Regions from separate parts of the Sus scrofa genome. Here all the other regions are linked to region 1. The links are chromatin contacts, called in public targeted proximity ligation maps. All regions are on one chromosome and are shown on one strand. The core of a region is the stretch at or near the end of the contact, and the rest is flanking DNA. Distances in the headings are between cores, read along the strand shown. Region 1 holds the start of PDE7A (high affinity cAMP-specific 3',5'-cyclic phosphodiesterase 7A). Region 2 overlaps PDE7A (high affinity cAMP-specific 3',5'-cyclic phosphodiesterase 7A). Region 3 has its middle 37 kb from the start of DNAJC5B.

What was found.
Region 2: a contact with region 1 is called in a targeted proximity ligation map of skeletal muscle, with 3 times the contacts expected there. A contact is called at or near these places in 7 of 47 Hi-C or Micro-C datasets (embryonic fibroblasts, fetal heart ventricle, heart right ventricle and 3 more) and 1 of 2 datasets of targeted methods (skeletal muscle).
Region 3: a contact with region 1 is called in a targeted proximity ligation map of alveolar macrophages. A contact is called at or near these places in 1 of 5 promoter capture datasets (liver), 5 of 47 Hi-C or Micro-C datasets (alveolar macrophages, blood, liver and 1 more) and 1 of 2 datasets of targeted methods (alveolar macrophages).

Annotation. Positions count from the first base shown.
Region 1 is chr4:68,776,336-68,781,125 of Sscrofa11.1, reverse strand. PDE7A (high affinity cAMP-specific 3',5'-cyclic phosphodiesterase 7A) reads right to left here and starts at 3,216. Exons shown (of 13, transcript XM_021089289.1): 1 at 925-3,216. The coding sequence starts at 1,062.
Region 2 is chr4:68,873,153-68,878,164 of Sscrofa11.1, reverse strand. It overlaps PDE7A (high affinity cAMP-specific 3',5'-cyclic phosphodiesterase 7A), which reads right to left. Exons shown (of 13, transcript XM_021089289.1): 5 at 4,197-4,260. Among named protein-coding and RNA genes, the nearest start is that of MTFR1, 94 kb to the left of the region's middle.
Region 3 is chr4:68,675,578-68,680,334 of Sscrofa11.1, reverse strand. No RefSeq gene overlaps it. Among named protein-coding and RNA genes, the nearest start is that of DNAJC5B, 37 kb to the right of the region's middle.

The DNA of each region.
Region 1 (4,790 bases), core at 1,967-4,466:
TAATTGGAGAGAAAAAATATACTCTCATAAAAGATACTAATTAGTCAATAGGAAAAATAAATACATTTGATTTTAAAAGTGATCATGAACATGTAACGTTCTGGCAGCAGAAATGCAAGGCACTCAGTTCAAATGTAAACAAAACACAATTCTTTTCGCCTATTTTAAATCTGGCAACCAAAATCAGCCAGAAGGAAGAAGCTGGGCCAAAAGCATCACTACAGAAAAAAAATTAAAATTCTCAGAAGCAACTGACACACTGGACCATTCAAAACAAAGTCTCCCTGTGACTGCTCTATCAGTAGTTTTTCTCTTAAAATCTCCTTCTCAAATTAAAAACAAAACTGATTCCTGGCAAACAACTCTACCTGAACTGAACCTTCAAGGGTCCATCCACAGAATCTAAGGAGTCGAGAAGACCGAGCAGGAATCGGCCTATTGTTCAGAGAACCGCAGGACCATCCGAGCACCGCCCGGCGCGCGGGAGCCGGGGGCGGGGGGAGCCGGCCGCGAGGCGTGAGCCCGGCACAGGTGTGGAAGGGGGGTGGGGGGACAGGTGTGCCACAGGAATAGAGACCCCACTTCCAGACTGAGACTTCGAGAAAGGTAAGAAGACAAAGTCATTCCTGAGTCAAGCGGCTGAGCACGGAGGGGGCGGGCCTGGGAAGGATGTGAAGGGCTCCTGGAGCCCACCCGGGTCCAGACTGGAGGAGGCCGGGAGTCTGAAGGTGTACATCTCCGAGGATAAAGTCGAGGGGCCAGCCTAGAAACCCCCAAACAATGGGAAGGGCTGGGGTCTGGGGTGAACGACAAGGACGCGGCGGGGGAGGGAGAAGTGGGGGGTCATGGAGGTGAAACCAGGTGGGAGAAGGGAAACAAAAGAGAGAAGCCCCCAGTGTGGGCCCCCACGGCGGTGGCGTTTACCTGTGAGAGCTGCCGGGGATTGGGGCAGCCGAAGAGCGCGGAGCTGGAGCTGAAGCTGATGGCTCCTCGGCGGCTGAGGACGTGCTGGGGGACCGGCCTGTCCAGGGGCAGCACCGGCAGCTGGTAGCATACTTCCATTGAATACGCCCGCCCTGCCCCCGCACGGCGCCCGCCCTGCCGCGGCCGCCGGCCCCTGCGCTGCGAAGGGGCTGCGGCTCGGGGGCGCCGGGCCGAGGCGGGGGCAGGGCGGGGGGGGCGCCCACCCCGGGCCGGGAAGCTGGGCTCACGTCTCCCCCAGCCCAACACTCCGTGCCGGCCGCCGGCTAGAAGGCGCTGCGGCGGCCGCGGCGACAGTTACGATGACCGGCGCGCGCCTGGCTCCGGGGTGCAAGCGGAGGCAGCACAGGCGAAGTCGCAGGGGGAACCCCGGCGCCCCAAGGCTCTAAGGCCGAGAGGAGAGGGTCCGGGGGCAGTGGAGCAGGAGCAGAGCACCGACGCAGCAAAGCGGTGCAAAGAAAGACCGCTGAGCCAGCGGCGAGACCCAGCGAGCGCAGGGCTCGGGTGCAGCCACTAGCTCCGGCCGCCGCCGCGGACCTGCCCCTCCCCTCCCCCGGAGCCTGACTTCTCTCCGCCGGCGGCGCGAGCCAGGCGTAATTCACACTTTGCAGCCGCGGACCCAGCGCCAACCACGGCCGCCGCCACCGTGACGTCACGACGCCGCGCCGCAGGCCCCGCGCCGCCGCAGCGCCCGGGGAGCCGGGCTAGCGGCCGAGGGAGTGAGCCGTCTTCCTCTTGTGTCGCACCGTAAGGCTCTGTCGCTGTCCCCTCCCGCCGCACGCTGCTCTCCTCCCCCACCAATCCTCATCCTGCAGCCCCCTCCATCTCTTTCCCTTATCTGCTCCCCAGCCTAGGCGCTTGCGCATGAGGCCCCACCGTTTAGGGACATTCCCCTTATCGCTAAACTCTGGCGTTGGGGCGCACTGAGGGTGTAGGGTGGGTGGGATCAGCCTACGCAGGAGGCGCGATTCTGGCCTTTTGACTCCAGAGACCCAAAGCACGCGGCCCACTCGGAGCGCTCAGCCCTGACCCTGGGGTCACCGCCGCGTTTCCCTCCTTGAATTCCCATTCTTGGGCTTCGCTGGGGACCGCTGCGGCAGTGACGTCAGCGGGCCGCGCGGGCACCGTCCTCCCCGCTACGTCACTGCCAGTCTCTCGGCGGGGACTGGCTCGGGCTCCCCGCTAGCAGGTGCGGGGGGCCCGGGCTGTCCCGGGCTGAGGGGCTAAGAGCCGAGCAGAGAATGCGGGCGTGAGGAGGGGGCGGGGAGGGGGTTGGTGGGAAAACACCGAGACTGAGAAAGAAGTGAGAGTACGCACTGGAAAAAATGAGAAAGGATGAACATGAGAAGACAAAGGGGAAAGGAGACTGCATACCCTTTTACCAAAAGTGTTTTTGTTTCTTGGCTTTGATTTTGAGAAGGTGGGAGAAAATAAAAGAACTTTTCGACCTAGTTTGTAAACTGGATATGTAATTTGTAGGTTTATTTTGTCACATTTTCCCCAAAACTGTCAAAGATTTTCAGCTGCAAGCTTTTGTTTCAAATGCATTCCAGCTTCTGGGATGTCAGCCTGAACAAGCACTCCCCTGCCGGCAAAATTGTTGACTTGGCTCCTCTCTCAAAGCACCCACTCTTCCAGTTATGTGCTATGACCAGCCACTGGCAAGGTGGCAGGTCTTTGGAAGTATTGCCTAGCCCGTGCCTGTGAGATCAGGTATCATATGCTCATGATCCCATAAATCAACAGAAGTCTGCAAGACCTTTTATCATCTTTCCATGGCATCTGTTTCTTTTATAGCATTTAAAACTTTCTACCTCCTCATGGTAATTTTCTACTTTTCTGCTCGCTACTATTTTTTTTGGGGGGGGGCGCTTTTTAGGGCCTCACCCGTGGCATATGGAGGTTCCCAGGCAAGGGCCAAATTGGAGCTGCAGCTCCTGGCCTACACCACAGCAATGCAAGACCCAACCACGTCTGCAGCCTATAACACAGCTCACAGCAACGCAGGATCCTTAATCCTTAATGCTGGATCCTTAACCCACTGAGGGAGGCCAGGGATTGAACCTGCAACCTTACGGATACCAGTCCACTGAGCCATGACTGGAACCCTGCTCTCTACTATTAAAAGAATATAACTTCCATTGTGGTTTCATGGATTTTTTTCTTCACTTGATAGTAAGCTCCCCTTTAGCACCCTGTTAACCACCCAGGTTCTTGGACTCTTTAATCAATAGAAATTGATAAGAGGCCAGGCTTTATTCGCTGCAGCAGGAGAGAGTGAAAACAAGCCAGTTCCTTTGCTGGCTCCTGGGAGTGGGTGGGTGTGTGGGGAGTTGGTCCCTTAAATGGGGTCAGGGTAGGGGCAGATCCTCCTGCTGGATGCAGGGATCATGTGCGATACCCTGCTTTTGCTCTCAATATCTCAGCTGAGTTTGGGTCTTTTTGTATCTTGTTATTCATAATTTGCCCCAACTGCAGCATTTGTTCAGGTGTAAGCACTGCAGCAAAGGGTCCCAGGTCCGCAGTTCCAGCCTGTCTCACACCAACTTACCCAACTCATCTTTGAAACCCCAATTACTCCCACAACATCCAGTAGATGTATGGAGCATCCTCTGTATTTTCTCTTATTTACTTCTGACAAAAACCCCGTAGAGTAATAGTTTCTAAATTGAAGCTGGGCTCGGAGTCAGAACTTGCCTTAAATCTCCCACAGATAAATGGCAAAACTTACCTCAAATAATGTTGAGTTTTGTGTCATCTAAACACCCAGAAGGTAGTATTGGTGTGATACTAGACAATATATGCTGAAGTGACTCTGTTCCATTAAGTCATTCAATAGGACTCAGGGCACTAACCAATGCATCTCCCTCCAACAGAGAGGTGAGCTAATATGTACTATGTATTCACTGTGAAACACTATGGGTATTCTACATACAATCTTCAACTTAACCCTACACAACAGCCACTATGGGAACTCCTACGTAAGTAAAAACTTGATCGCAATTCTACAGATGGGGAGTCAGGTTTCAAGACCCTAAATTGTTTGTGCCACCAATCTCTGTTCTGTATGACCTCAGAGCCATGCATTTTCACCAAACCATGTGGTTTCTCAAGACCAGAACTTCAACTCTTCACAGTATACTTTATCGTATTGGAAAGTATATTAGCATTCTTCAGAAAAGCAGAACTGGAGTTCCCACTGTGGCTCAGCTATAGTGGACCCAACTAAGAACCATGAGGATGCAGGTTCAATCTCTGGCCTTGCTCAGTGGGTTAAGGATCTAGAGTTGCCCTGAGCTGTCGTGTAGGTCACAGACTCAGCTCAGATACCACGTTACTTTGGCTTCGGTGTAGGCCGGCAGCTGAAGCTCTGATTGGACCCCTAGCCTGGGAACATCCATGTACTGCAGGCACATCCCCAGAAAAGAAAAAAAGAAAGAAAAAGAAAAGCAGAACCATACGATATACTGGGCCGGGTGGGGAGGGGGGTGCAGAGCTTGATTTGTCGCACATGCACCTCACCCAGGATGAAGACAGGCTGGAGGAGCTGCAGGCCTAGCTCTGGCCTCTTGCCAATGAGGTGAGTTGGATCACATGCGCAAAATCACCTTGGTGCCTGGGACCCTTCAGGGTCTTTTCAGGTGTAAAGACCGGATGCTTCACTTACACTTTTCATTTCTTTTGTAAATTTCTATTGTAGTCAACCAGAACTTACACCTTAAAAGAAAGAGACTTATGGGAAATGTAGTTCCAATTTGGCTCTCTTGATGGTACAAAACCATCCCAGTCCAACTCTTGTCAACTTGATA
Region 2 (5,012 bases), core at 1,240-3,739, 98 kb before region 1:
GAATTATAAAGGACAAAGGGGCTAATAACCATTATCCAAAACTGCCTGAAGGAACTGTCAACAGAAACCCATGGCTGAGTAAATTAACTGGAATAATATCTGCATGAGCAATACTGGAAAGGATGTGGCGGCCAAGAGACTTCCTAAAAACCACCTGACACAGCACCTTCAAACAAAGGAAAAGCCATTTCAAATCTTTTCCTTTAAGAAATTAAATGCTAAAATACATTCAAATTCTGATAACACTCTACCAGTACACACACGAGCCCACGTGGTCTGGAACCAACTGTGATATAAAGAGAGTTGTTTCTACTGCTGTAACAACTTTTCTTGGGGGTATATACAGACTCTTCAGAGTACGTATTCAAAAAATAATCTGGTTCTTAAAAAATGGGCAGAGGATCTGAACAGACATTTTTCCAAAGAAGATATACAGATGGCCAAGAGGTACAAGAAAAGCTGCTCAGTATCAGTAATCACCAGATAAATGCAAATTAAAACCACAAGATAATCACCTCACACCTGTCAGAATGGCTGCTGCAGACAAGGATGTGAAGAAAACTGAAGCCGCTATGGAAAACAATGGAGGTTCCTCAAAAAATTTAAAGTAGAACTACCATATGATCCAGCAATCCCACTTTTGGATATTATCTGAGGGAAATGGAATCATATCTCAAAGAGATACCTGCACCCTCATGTTCACTGAAGCATTATTTACAATAGTCAAGACATGGAATCAACCTAAGGGCACATTGATAGATGAATGGATAAAGAAAACTTGGTATATAGACAAAGGAATACTACTTAGCCATAAATAGGAAAGAAATCTTGCCATATGCAACAACACAGATGGAGTTTGAGGTAACTGAAAGACAAATGCTGTATGATTTCACTTATGTGGAATCTAAAATGACGACAGCAAAATCTCAAGCTCACTGAGAACGGACTGGTGGTTGCCATTGGTGGGGATTGTGGGAGTGGACAAAATAGGGGAAGCTGATCAAAAGGCACAAACTTGCAGTTGTAAATAATTAGGTCCTAGGGATATGATTTACAGCATGGTGACTATGGCTAATAATACAGATATTTCAGAATATATATTCAAGAAACCATCTGGTTTTCAAAAAATGGGCAAATGATCTGAATAAACACTTTTCCATACTGCACATCTGAATGTTGCTAAGAGAGTAAGTCTTGAAAATTCTCATCACAGTAAAAAAAAATTTGTAACTACATATGGTGACAGATGTTAAGTAGACTCACTGTGGTGATTATTTTTGTGGTATATACAAATAGCAAATCATAGTAACATTGTATACCAGAAGCTAATACAATGTTCTAAGTCAACTGTACCTCAATTAAAAAGAAAAGAATATTCATTCTATTTAGGTAACACAGGGCTCTCCCCCCATTTTTTCCCAAGCCTAATGAAATAAATTATCAAAGAAATGTTAATGTCTTCCACCAAGGACCTTAAAGGAATCTGACAGAACCAATCCATCAAGTGTACCACCCACAGCAAAATCAAAGTCTGCATATGCAACATTTTTTCTCATTTTCAGTTCCTAAGATACCAACTGGCTTAATACCAGTGAATAAGAACACAAGTCAACAGAACATTTCAAAGCAAGGGATGCTCAGTTGGTTCACTAAACAAGAAATGGGCACAGAATAACTTATTTTACATGAAAATGGAAACAAATACCTTCTTGGAAAAGAAAACTGTACTTCTAGAAAAGCGATCCTATGTAGAGGTATGTCAAAGGACAGAGCTGTCCAAGGTGTTATGGCCCTTGACAGTTTTTAGGATGTGATTCTAGATGGGAGCTGGCAGGATTAGGCTATGGCCATAACACCTGCCTGGCAACGAGGGTCCTCACAGCCAGGGAGCTCTCAGTGGGGACGAGCTATATCTTGCTATCTCATGTAACAACTCATTCCTGCAAAAGGAAGATCAAATGTGTCTGGCCAGAGAGAAGTCCTTGCAGGGGGCCAGCTGGGAGCCATTGTCTTGGTGGGAATCATCGAACTTTGCTTCTTCCCTGTCCTCTCCACAATGGCATTTGGGAAAATCACCAGAATAAAACATAAAGAACACATGGGATCAACAAGCAAGAAGGGAAAATTACAAACTTGGATACTATGTACAGATATCATCCAGAATTCATTTCAGGCTAAGCAGCTTTGAATAAAAGCAATTCAAATTCAATAATGAAAATTTAAGGAATTTTCTTCTGCCCATTTGTTTCTCAAAGTGAGTCAAGGAAAGAAAAGAGCTAAATTAACGCAGACCATTGCTATGACTCCTGCCCATCCTACACTGTCACCCTTGCTCCACTTTCATTGCCACACCCCCAACTAGCAGGATACATTCTTTTTAAAAATAAAATCTAGAGAAGAACAATCAACTATTTCAGTGAGTGACAAGTGTCCCAAGCAACTAAGAATAGGCCATGAGCTGTTGGTGTTTACATGAGGCTAACTAGACCTTGAAGGTGTTAAGGGCGGCACTCTTATCTATATTTATCTTGAGATAATGACTAAAGCAATATTTGTATTGCATTAGGAAAAGGGAGTTTCCCAGATCTAAAAAGAAGCTGAGGCACCTATATTTTCAAAAGGGGGAGGCTGTAGGACAGGACAGCTGTGTAAATGATACCAGAGCCCTTTCTGTGGGGACAGGCCAGAGTGGAAGCGGGGGCAGACAGAGTCACCAGAGGCCAAAGGAGAGTGGGGGGTGGTGGTAAGGAAGAGAAAAGAGGAAACACGAAAAGGCAGGGCAGCAGGAGGGAGGGAGGCCCTGCTGAGGAGGTGGACTTCACTGTCTTTCCACCTGTGCCCGAGTCAGTCCAGTTTGTTATCGGTCAGCAGCACACAGGCAAAGAGGTGATCAGAAAGGTGTTCTCACTAGGCCTGGCCACACAGCTCAAAGGGAATAAGGCAGTGAGGCTAAAAAGCTAGACCCACACTGATCCCCAAGATGAAAAATGTTGAGGAGTTCCCGTCGTGGCACAGTGGTTAACGAACCCAACCAGGAACCATGAAGTTGCAGGTTCAATCCCTGGCCTCGCTCAGTGGGTTAAGGATCCGGCATTGCAGTGAGCTATGGTGTAGGTCACAGATGCGGCTCAGATCCCATGTTGCTGTGGCTGTGGTGTAGGCCGGTGGCGACAGCTCCAATTCGACCCCTAGCCTGGGAACCTCCATATGCCGCTGGTGGTGTGGCCCTAGAAAAGACAAAAAAAAAAAAAAAAAAAGAAAAATGAAAAATGTTGAATTTGCTTGTCCATTTCCCCTACCTGGCTTCCTTATAAAGGGAGCTTTATTTCAAAGTAAAATAAGAAAAAACAGGTGATTTCAAAGTAGAACAGTGAATCACACATATATTTCATTCTCAGCAATCAGAACTGACTTCCTCTCAGTGAACTTCCACTCTGCTTTCTTTATTTAAAAGGTATCAAGGCAAAAGGGGCAACATCTAGTTGGACTAAAGTATCACCAACATTTTACGCCTAAAACTTTACCCTAAATAAAAAATAATTCCCAAAGGGAAATCCATTCCTGTTCCCAGAGAGAAAAATACTTCCTGAAAAGCAAAACAAAACTCAGAGAGGGAAACAGTTCAGAGTCACCTGTTTTCAAACTGCTCACACTTTGTATAGAGTCTGATCCACCCCCTAAAGAAGCCACAAGCTCTTGCCCACACCACCATGGAGAAGCAGAGCCAGAAGTAACCACTGTTGCTGATTATAACGCACCATCTCTCTCTCTTGAGTGTGCAGAGAAAGAAAAGCCTGGGAACCACAGAGCTAGAAGAAAGACCATCTCGCAAAACTTCATTCCTCCACAACGTATCTGGGCTATCCAAACTGGAATACATGATCAGAGGATGCCACTCTAAGTGGCTACAGTCCAAAAGAAACCAAAAAAGGAAAAATCAGGAACAATGCGATCGTAATGTTCACTTTGGGTTTATTAATAACAGGAGCACTAATTAGGAACAGCCAAGGGATGGTGATAGTAAGTTTGATTACTGCTGAGACTAATAATCAAAAAATGCAGTTAACAAAATGATGCTCCCTCTGCCAGCAGAGGGCTCCTAACCTAAGTAACGGAAAGCAGCAACCTAGGAGCAGCTGTACCATCAAGGCAGCAATTGAGGGAATGCATGAGAGGAAGTCAAATTCTTCACTTACCATTTGTTAGTCTATCAAATAGAAAGATATCAAAATTCCAATTTCCAACTTTTTCCAGCATACACTGAAATGAAAACCAAACATTCCTCCTGTAATTTAATTTTAGTAACATTCTCTTGTCTTTTCTAGACAGTCCAAGGGAAGTTAATGAAAATGGAAAGCGGTTGATTTACTTCAAGAAATGCAAATTATCACCCTTTTAATCATGATCTTTCCAAATGGCTCCAAAATATGTCTAAACGGATAAACTGCTTCTGAAAAGCCAATGATTATTTTGTTTTTCAATTAATACATGTATAGGTAAAGTGAGCTAAGCGTTTCTTTCAACTTATTCCTATACTCTCATGAACTGTCATGAGCTCTAACTTAACATCACAGAAGTGTGGTTCATACACTGCATGGTCGAGACTTTGAAAATCGAAAGTTACAGCAGCTGAAGACTTACGATGTTCTGGGTACTGCTCAAAGCGCTTTTTACTCTCTCTTACTACTGATACCCTCCCTATCACGTAAGCATTGTTTTCAGTCCTCATTCATAGATGGGGAAAGAGGCAAAAAGCAACTCACTTGCTCAGCGAGAAAGTAGCAGAGCTGGGATCTTAAGTCAGGTCTGATTCTGGAACCTGGACATCGACATCTATACTATACCATGCTTACATTATTTGTGATTCGTTTTCTTAAAACACATTCCCAATTTATGGGTATTTATTTATACTCTTTAAATATCCTTATAAAATGGTTAATTGCATTTGTGACATTAATTTTTAGGTGGATGTGTATTTCAGCCAAGCAAGTAAATCTCACAATGACCTTAAG
Region 3 (4,757 bases), core at 670-3,169, 99 kb after region 1:
TGTCACTGCCAGAGAGCTATTTAGATATTTATCAAGGCCAGCTTTCCATCAGACTTCTTTATCTGTGAATACACAGATACTCCCAGATACTCTAGGTCTGCACACTTTCAAATTGTTGGAAGAACCCTGGGAGCTGGGAAGGAATGGGGATTTGAACCCTGTTTTGTGCTCTCCCTCCCATTTCATTCCCCTAGTTACTTTCTCCTTCCTCTCATTCCTCCTTTTTGCTTAGAGTTCTTCATTTGTTGGTTGTAGATATGGTTACTCTTCTTATCCACATTGGGATATATTTAGGATTGGAGACTGGCTTTTAAGAGCATGTGTCTAAAACACCAGCTCGGAACTCTACTTAACCCCATGGTGATGAGGGTTGTAAAGCAACTGTAACTATGTTTCCTTTTAGAAACTGACAGTGTCTCGTAAATGCCAGGGTTAAGTTCTTTAGGGAATGATATTTTTATAAGAACATTTAGTAAAGCATCGATTATGAAACCAAATCAGTCAAATGTGCAAAGGCATCAAGCATCATTTGCTCATCCAAAGGGAGCACTTGATCTGACCCCTGCATCTGCTGCTACATTATAACTCTTTTTGTTCAGACATTTTACTTCAACATTGGTTTACACTTTACAGTTAAGATACAGAAGTAAAACTGTTCATTGAGTGGATTGAGGGGTGATGGGCTTCTTTCTTTTTTGGTGTTAACCACAGGTGTCTTTAACTGTACATAGCCTTTCTAAATGACCCTTTCAGTTTCTAGAGTTACTACTTTGTGGACCAAAGTTCAACAGTTTGTATGGGCTGGTCAATTTGACTTGGTAGCCCCTAAGCACGTCTAAAAAGCAAAAAAGAATGTATATATGCATGTGTAACTGGGTCACCTTGCTGTACAGCAGAAATTGACAGAACACTGTAAACCAGCTATGATGGAACAAATAAAAATCATTAAAAAAACAACCACAAAAAAACACCCAAAACAAAAACACTTAACATCCTTGTGAAGGGATGTGTGAAATTCAGGTAAACAAGAAGTCTTTGAGTTTTATGATGACTAGTAACAGCACATCTGTGCCAGGCCATAGGAATCAATCAAATAAAATGCAGCTTCTATTTGTTAAATAAAGCCACAATTTCTTTTATCAAAAGAGATAAAGGAGAGGATTTAAACCTTTCTGTCACTTCCAGGATATCAGCAAGCAACCCCACCCCCCTCCTCCTTTTTTTTCCATCAAACTAAAGAAGGAAGGAGGTGGTGGGGAGAAAGAGGTAAGGAAGGGGAAAAAAATCCAAACATTTTCAATAATCAAATAAGGAAAAATTTAACTTCTCAAGAATAGGTGCTATGTTTCTTAGATGAAAATCTTTAATTTAGTGGGGTGAACTAGAAACTGTGGCACTATTACTCTTTTGGCTCTAAGCCCCCATCATGAGATTTTATTGAATCCACATTTCTACACTAATCACTATAATTTTTCTAGAGTAAAACAGAGCATCAGTACAACAAATGTGATGACATTCAAAGTCTCCACTGTGACACATAACTGACCCAAGCTGCAAGGGAGATTGAGAAAGAGGATATTTAGTATTTCCAGCTTTTACAGTAGATGACAAGAGAAAAAAAGGAACGACAACTGGGTTAGTCAACAAGTGACAGAAATGGCTTGGGCATAGGCAGGGGTGGGATGTGCAGGGTATGGTGGAGGAAGGACAAGGAGACGACGTCTCATTGGGGCTGAAGGTAGCCGAGAATTAAAAGATGAGATTAGGAAGATAGCTTGGCATCAGGACTTTACCCCCCAAATCAAGGAGTTTGGAATTTATCCCTTTAGTAATGGGGACCCATTGGAAATTTGTGAGTGGAAGAGTGATATGATTAAAGCAACTACAGAAAAGATTATAAAGTATGAATGGCCAGGGCTTGTTGACCAGCAGGGCACTAAGAAGAGGAAGCATCAAAGATGATTTTACAGCTTTAAGCCTGCATAACTGGGAAAACATAATAGAAATAGGAAATCAAGAAGGGACCTGGTTTTAGGAAGAAGTTGATTAAGAAGTTCAAGTTTGGGAGTTCCCGTTGTGGCTCAGTGGTTAACGAATCCGACTAGGAACCATGAGGTTGCGGGTTCAGTCCCTGGCCTTACTCAGTGGGTTAAGGATCTGGCGTTGCCGTGAGCTGTGGTGTAGGTTGCAGATGCTGCTTGGATCCCACGTTGCTGTGGCTCTGGCGTAGGCCGGTGGCTACAGCTCCGATTGGACCCTCTGGCCTGGGAACCTCCATATACCACGGAAGCAGCCCTAGAAAAGCCGAAAAGCCAAAATGCCAAAAAAAAAAAAAGAAAAAAAAAAAAGTTCAAGTTTAGATGTTGAACTGGAGGTAGAGGTAGCAAGATGTGCAATGGAAACATGTAACAGGCAGATTAAACATAGCCCACAAGATATGGGACGTTAAGAATAATGGTGCGGCTGCTTCCCAGGAGATACATATGCACAGGAAGTGTGATGGTGTTTCCTAGAGGACAGTTACAGAGTGGAGAGAGGCTAATTATTCTATATACAGTCTGTACTTGCTACAAGTGAAGCCTGAGCACTTTTTGAGATTAGTAATAATAGCCCCCGGAATAAGAAGTGGGTGTTCCATGACAAGTCGGATAAAATATCCAGAATTATTTCCCAAATCCTGGGAAAAAAGAATCCAGGCTGTATAACAGCTGAGACGATTCCTACAACCACACCAAGTGTTGTCACCAATTTCTGAGTTAAAAAAAAAGGGTATTCAGAATCACCTGAATGTTTATATCCAAGTTACTTGTTTAGTAAATTTTAGGTGCCGTTCTCTTTCTAAAGGGTGCTGTTACTCCCTTGTCAGGTCCCTGAGTTAAAGATCCTTTCTATAAATTGTTACAGACAGATAACTAATCTGAGTAGACAGGAACTAACCAACACAGTGAAGTTGCTGTGCCGGAACTGACAAAATCCAGACAGACATTTCAGAATGCTTTCTTTGCAAGGCCTATTTTGGTTTGATCACGCCTGTTGCTCCAGAGTTGATGCTGTCTGAAGCCTGAGCTGAGCAAATGGTGATCTCCATGCATCAGTCATTCACCTTCAGGTTGAGAAGATTCGATATTCAGAGGTAGAGGAAATAAATGGGTTTATCAAATTTTCTGCAAGGAGTAGGAATGTTTTTTCTTAAAAGTTATTAACAAGAAAAACAACCCAGAAAATTAAAATATTTTTCAAAAAAGTATTTGAAGGAGCTATAAAAGGGAAATGCAGTTATCCTTATAATAGTATAGTTTTGAATATCTGACCTTCTTTCCAGGGTTTTCATCATTTCGGAGTTTATTTGTACACAGGGTTGCTAAGGCAACCAAGAAAAGTAGGACTTGAGTATCTAAACTAATTTTATGAAAGCCAGCTACCATATTTCTTTTACTTTGTGTTATATAAAGCCCAGAGCCCAGCATTCACAGTCTACTTTGGTTTCTATTTTGAACACTGCTTTCACTTCATAGGTAAGGATGGTTATGAATGTATACCAGATATAATCATATACAGAGTTACATGATGTACTGTCTATATAAAAGATGTAAGATGTATGTATCCATGTATGGGGAAGAAAGTGTAAGTATGCCTGTTTTAAAAGCATAAATATGGGAGTTCCCATCATGGCTCAGTGGTTAACGAATCTGACTAGGAACCACGAGGTTGTGGGTTCAATCCCTGGCCTTACTCAGTGGGTTAAGGATCTGGTGTTGCCATGAACTGTGGCATAGTTCACAGACGCAGCTTGGGTCCCATGTTGCTGTGGCTCCGACTGGACCCCTAGCCTGGGAACCTCCACATGCCACGGGTGCAGCACCAAAAAAAAGACCAAAAAAAAAAAAAAAAAAAAGCGTAAATATGGCACAACTGCCAATGAAAAATGATCTCAAAGAACAAACAATAACAACAATCTTGATTATTTACATGTGAATTAAAATTAAAGGTTAAGTTTTCTATATTTTTTTTTCAGAAAAAAAAAACAGACATGTAAAAAGTGTGATTGCTATCAGAGATTTATTGAAAATGCCATTGTTTGTGCTCTGGCACTTTCTATAATGAGAGTCCTTGTCAGTCATGGGCATGGGGCCCCAGAGACAACTGGGAAAGAGGGTATAGATGCGAGTAGTAACTGTGACACTGGCTGCTCAGGAGACCCACAGGGGTCTGGAAGACACCAGTGCCAGAGAGCACATGGGATCACTTCAGGTCATCAGTTAGAAACTGGGCAATTCAACTCCACAAACATGCATTAATGCAAAGCTCTGGTGAACACTATAACCAGACCTCTGTCTTCACCTTTTCAACCTGTGGCCAGAGGACAACAGAAAACCTGAGATCTTGTCCTTTGGCCCTGAGAAAAATGCCTGAAAACTTTCCATGCCAAACCTTGAGTCCCGTTGGCCAAGCCAGACTGCTTCAGCTCCTTTCTTGCTTTAGGCACTTGCTCAAAGTGAGGTGCTTGGCTAGAACTCCTGCCCCCTGGTGCCCAAACCCTTTGCCTGCTGGGTGGCTGACTCCAAGGCCCTAAGATTCTTTGCCTGATTTCTCCTTTCTCCTCTAAAAGGCTGGAATTTGTCTGCCTGTAAGACCTTCCAGAGCCTCTACCATGTGGCGTTTGCCTCCCCTCTCAGCTTCCCTCCCCTCACTCCTCCTCCTAGTTGAATTCCCAATCGTGGCTCCTAAGACTTTCCATACTGAATCATGAAAAGGAA